Linked DNA regions of Sus scrofa: region 1 is linked to region 2. A link is a contact called in public Hi-C data. All regions are on one chromosome and are shown on one strand. Each heading gives the region's core, a stretch centred on a gene start, on an enhancer-like site or on the middle of the called end of the contact. The rest is flanking DNA. Distances are from core to core; before and after follow the strand shown. Region 1 overlaps ADGRF3 (adhesion G-protein coupled receptor F3). Region 2 overlaps DRC1 (dynein regulatory complex protein 1).

Region 1 (2,700 bases), core at 53-2,552, 84 kb after region 2:
CTGGGCCCCAAGCCACTCTGCCCAGCCCTCCCACCGGAGCTCCAGACACAGCCATTTCAATGAGCCTAGAGGCCCAGGGACAGGCAGGTTCAGGAAGGAATCAAGCAAAGCATGTTGACTCTCCGGGGTGTGCCTGGTTCCTGGGTCCACGTGGGATTTGCAGGCCCTGGAGGGATCCCTGGTGCTGCAGCCCCGCACCTTCTACCAGAAGCCTGCTTCCCCCTCCTGCTGTGCCCGCTCGATTCCAGGCAAGAAGAGGAGCTTCAGGGAAACCGAGTCAGACCAGATGAGCCAGGCTGGCCCCTGGTGGTTTGGGGAAGAAGGCGTCCTTGGGAGAAACGTGGGGTCAGCCCTCCTCAGAGACTACCCCTCACCCCCGTGCTCTATTCCAGGGACAGAGCCAGGCTGGAGGGGAATCTGGGCAGCCACTGGACCAAGAAAGTGGAGCAGGTGGTGAGCAGCTGGACAGCGGGGGGCGGGAGGAGACGGGACCGAGGCAGAGAGAAAAGCCTGGAGGAAGCACAGCATATGGGGACCTCGGGGTTCAGAGAGAGACTGGGGCTGGCGCTGGTCACTCAGGTCAGGTCCGTACCCACTTCTCTAGCTGTGAGGCCTTAAGAAAATCATCCTGGAGAGTTCTGTCCATGGCAGGGGGGTGGTCGGGAGGGTGGCATGAAACGGTGGTGTGTGTGAAGGCACCGTGGCCGGGTGAGCAGTTACCTGTCTGTGCCTGGATGTGCTTTGGGAGGTGGGAAGTGCTTCTGGTTCCCAGCGGTGATCAGCTCAGAGTGGGGCCCCGAGGGGGCTGGCGGCCTCTCCCCTCCAGCTCTCCCCCCTGCTCCTGCAGAATCAGCCCTGCTCTCAGTCTATGCACAGCTGGACTTCGCACATGAGACCTGGCCAGCAGCGCTCTCGGGACCCCTGACTCTCCCCGCTGCCTCGGGGTCCTTTGCCCCCGTAACGCTCACTGGCCTCAGCCTCACCACAGGTAGGGGGGAAACTCTGCTGTCCCCTGCTTCTCAGGGGCCCTCGCTGCAGAGTGCAGGGAGCCCTGCCCTCCCACAGCCCCCTGGTCTGAGATTCTGCGAGCCCCTCCCTATCTCGAAGTGGTGGTGGGGGTCGGTGTGGCCCAGCTCCTTCCCCATCTCCCATCAGATAGACCTTCCCGTCCTGCTCCATGTCTTCTAAACTTTGGCAGAGGCCCAACAGGCCGATGACAGGGGGCGTGGACTTCAGCGCTGGCGCCCCTGATGCCTTAGCCCAGCACGCGCTCCGCGGCTTGGAACCCTGGCTGAGAAGGTGGTGCCTGATGCGGGGTTGTGACTGAGGTGCCTGTGACCTTGGGATTGTGCCAAGCACTCAGCCCTCGGGCTTTGCAGGCATAAGGTAGTTGCTGGAATTTTCCAGACAGTCCACCCACTTCTCACTCCCCTTCCCCCCTGTCACAGAGTGTAAGGTCAACCAGGATGGGTGTAGCTATTGTGCCTGCCTGTCTGGGTACCAGTGGAACGCCAGTGTCTGCTCCCATCACGATCCCTGCCAAACCCACCTCAAGCACCAGCCTTGTGGCTGCCTTGTCTTCAGCCCCATGGAAGCCGGGTACTGCCAGCTGCTGCCACCTGGTGAGGAGGGTTGGGATCATGGAAACCAATGGCCCAGAGTCAAAGAAACCCTCTCTGTTTTGCTTTTTTTTTTTTTTTCCCCTCTCTGACCCCTGTGTCTCTGCCCAGGGGTCCCAGCCCAGCGGCACAACTCCAGGTGGGAGAAAATACCAGCCATCACAGGGGATCACAGGCCCTGAACTTGGGACAGGGGGACTGAGACAAGGAAGAGGGCCCCAGAGACAGGAGGACAAGGAGAGGAAGGTCCCTCCTGTGGCCCAGGGAAGCGAGCAGTCCCAGGTCCAAACTTCCCCAGCTGGTTCCCACTGACCGATAGCATCTTCCAGGCTGGATGGCTGCTGCCACACTCCTCCAGGGACAAAACAGAACGAGAAATGTTAGCAGGGGAGGGTGTGAGGAGGAATAGGCTTCAGAAGATGGGGCAGGAGAGACAGCTTGGCCACACCAAAGGCCACAAGTTCCTGCTCCAGCGGCCCCCTGTCCCCTGTCTCCTGCAGTCCCCGCCACTCTGAGCCTCAACTCCTGGCTGCAGATGCCTGGCAGCACCCTGAACCTGACCCTCCTCACAAGCCAGGAGACCACCAACATGAACTGGTTCCTGTGGCGCACAGGGAGCCCAAGCCCTGTCCTCCTGTGGGCAGGGACACGTGTGTCCCTGACCTCCAGCCCGGGCCGGGCTGTCCTCAGCATCATGAACATCTCCCATAAATGGGCAGGTAGCCCACCTGTCCCTCCCTCCTCTTCTCTTGTCTCCGCTCTCCTGCCCTTCTTCTTCCCCTCTTTCCCCCCCGCTCCCCTCCGTCTCCTCCTCCTCCCTCTCTTCTTCCTTCTTTTCTCTTTCTTTCCCTTCTCCCCATTTATTCATTCTGGGGAAGCTAAGTCTAAGAGGCCCACTGATGGGAGTTGTAATGAGAGACCGCTGAAAACGTGGTCTCGATGCCTACCGAGGACGGATGCCTGCCTTTCTTCACGCTGCTGAAATGGTAGGGGCAGGAAGGTTAATACCTTCACGGCTGCAGGTTAATAAAAAAGGGTCAGCACCTCTTCTTCCTCCTAGAAGTCCTTTTGGGGACAGGGA
Region 2 (2,700 bases), core at 124-2,623:
CGCTGAGTTAATTAAAGATCCTTTTAGAAAACAATGACCCTTGAGCCACACTTTCACATCACACACAAAAATTCCAGATAGATTATAGACCAAAATGCAAACAGTAGAACCATGAAGTGTCTAGAAGGAAACAGAAGTCTATCTTAGAGCAGACCAAAAGTAAACTTAGGAGTTTGTAGACCAAAAGTAATCAGGAAACAAAAAGAATTGCCATTTGAAAAAAATGATTGCTAAGGTGCAGGGCCAAGGGCAGGGGGCCCTCCTGCCAGGTCTTAGGGCAGAGCTGGTATTTAATACCATGACATTGAGAAAGGAAACATTTTCTTTTCTTTTTTTTTTTTTTTTTGTCTTTTTGCTATTTCTTTGGGCCACTCCCGCGGCATATGGAGGTTCCCAGGCTAGGGGTCGAATCGGAGCTGTAGCTGACGGCCTATGTCAGAGCCACAGCAACGTAGGATTCAAGCCTCATCCTCGCCCTACACCACAGCTCACGGCAACGTCAGATCCTTTACCCCCTGAGCAAGGGCAGGGATCGAACCCGCAACCTCACGGTTCCTAGTCGGATTCGGATTTTTAACCGGTTTTAAAGTCTGAGAAGGTGGCCTGAGGAGGGGAGGGAGGGAGGGGCTTGGCTTTGCAGGAGATCAAAGGCCCGGGACCCAGTAACTCCCCAGCTCCTACCAGTCTGCTTTCTTCTTTCTGTTTGTAGCTCTTGCTTTGATCTTCCTCGGCCTCCTTCTTCCCATCTAAATATTCCCCCAGGGCTTCCCTGTAATGGAAACAAAGTAAAGGAAGTGACATTAGTTCGAGGACTTCAATTCTCTATTTTAAAATTCCACGGTACATCCCAGCATATATAAAAATATTTTCCATCTGGATAAAAATGTGACTACTAAAAAACACAGTCTTAAAAAACAAACATTAAACATAGGAGAGAACACCTATTAAAATAAGATCAAAATTAGAAGAAAAAAAAAAAAGATTGAAAGATTTGACTTCCTAAAATATAAACCTTTTCTCACTGAAAGTCAAGGGATAAACTGCTAAAAGATATATTTGACAGAATTTTGCTAAAAAATAGAATGAGCTCCTTCAAATCAATACTAAAAAAAAAAAAAAAAGAAAAAGAAAAGAAAAAGAAAAGGCAAAATGCCAAATAGGAAAGTTGGCAATGGATGCCAATGGGGTGGGAACGCGAAGGGTCACGACCTGTCCAAAAGGCAACTTGGCAAAACTTATCAAAAACCTACAAGGGCCTCTCCTCCAACCCAGCCTTCAGGAATTTTCTACAGAAAGCTTTCACAAGGGCACAAAGACCTGGACGCAAGGACGGTTACTGCAGCCCGGACTCCACTAGGAGGAACATGGGACCATTTGCCGACGTATTCACAGCTGCCCGTTTAAATATCTTACCAGGCAACAACACAAGAAAATATTTTGCAGGCTATAAAAAGAATCAGTCATTCTTTCTGATATCTAGCAGCACGGAAAGATCTCCACAATATGTCAGTAAAAAGAGCCAGCTGTGGAACAGTATGTAAAGCATAATATAAATTTTCTTCTTAAAATAGGCTTATATACACCTAGGAAAACATTTTTGGAAAGATTTAGGACCGATGGAAGACAGTGATTAAGGAAAGCGAACTTTACTGAAGACTTATATTTTCTATTTTTCTATGGCATGGATTTTAAAAATACCCCTGTGTGTGTGAGTGTGTGCGTGAATCAGAAAATCAGAACAAAGAGGAGGGGGGAAGATAAGGTCCCAGAGGCTGGATTTCTTTGGAGGCGGCATCGGAGAGGGACCCCACCAACGCCCACACCACCACCCCACGGAGAGCCGCTCTTCTCTGGCCCGCAGTGGCCACGAGGATTCCCAGTTCTGCCTTGAGAAAAATGAAAGCATCACTTTATCCACCTGCTAACAGGCAGATCCCTTTATCTCACGCGTTCTTGACGTTTTTAAGGGGAGATGGGCTGACTTGCATCTCCCCTCCCTTTGTTCCAAGTTCAGCACAGCTCCACACAGCACGACACCACTTTTGCGATCTGGGATTGAGTCAGCAACCCCCACTCCCAATCTAACGAAGACTTTTTTTTTCTTCTTGTCATTTCATTCGTTTCTCTACTCCTACCAAACCTACTCATTGCCCTTACTAGAAAACAATTTGTTTCATTCTATTCAGGGCTGGGCTTCAGAGGTCACCAGGTTAGTGGTGGTCTTATGACCACGCAAAATGCATTCTTCTGACTCCCTACGCTGACTACCAATTAATTGCCAACCCTGTCTAACGAATCCTTCCACCTACTTCCTGGAGCAAAGACCAGGGCTTTAGAAAGAAAAAGAACGATGCTACACACTCTTCTTATCTGGTTTCACCTTGAATCCCACTGCCGCCTTTTTCTTGTTTCTGCCAGCCTGGCACTGCACTGCCCGGGATGGTGGCCCCTCGCCACACTGATGATTAAACCCTTGCAATGTGGCTGAGCCCTACTGAAACGAGCTACGGGTGTCAAATAGGAACTGGATGGCACCACTTTCAGCAAAAACTGCAAAACATCTCGAGATGATTTATACTGAGTACAGATTAAACTATGCTCATCTAGTGAGTGAAATCACAAAATTTAATTTCGCCTGTTGTGTTTACGTTTTTAACATTTACACAAAAATAATAATTTACATCCTGCATTTCTATCGTT

What was found. Hi-C and Micro-C count contacts between places; a contact is called where the count stands out from the background.
Region 1: a Hi-C map of heart right ventricle shows a contact between it and region 2, with 5 times the contacts expected there. The contact joins two enhancer-like sites. A contact is called at or near these places in 2 of 47 Hi-C or Micro-C datasets (heart right ventricle and liver).

The regions. Positions count from the first base shown.
Region 1 is chr3:112,695,564-112,698,263 of Sscrofa11.1, forward strand. It overlaps ADGRF3 (adhesion G-protein coupled receptor F3), which reads left to right. Exons shown (of 13, transcript XM_021087733.1): 2 at 393-453; 3 at 848-988; 4 at 1,449-1,622; 5 at 2,120-2,338. Among named protein-coding and RNA genes, the nearest start is that of ADGRF3, 3.7 kb to the left of the region's middle. Within about 2 kb of position 1,303, at least 6 of the 83 cell types and tissues checked have an H3K27ac peak or open chromatin away from gene starts, as enhancers often do.
Region 2 is chr3:112,611,163-112,613,862 of Sscrofa11.1, forward strand. It overlaps DRC1 (dynein regulatory complex protein 1), which reads right to left. Exons shown (of 16, transcript XM_021087730.1): 2 at 682-769. Among named protein-coding and RNA genes, the nearest start is that of DRC1, 9.2 kb to the right of the region's middle. Within about 2 kb of position 1,374, at least 7 of the 83 cell types and tissues checked have an H3K27ac peak or open chromatin away from gene starts, as enhancers often do.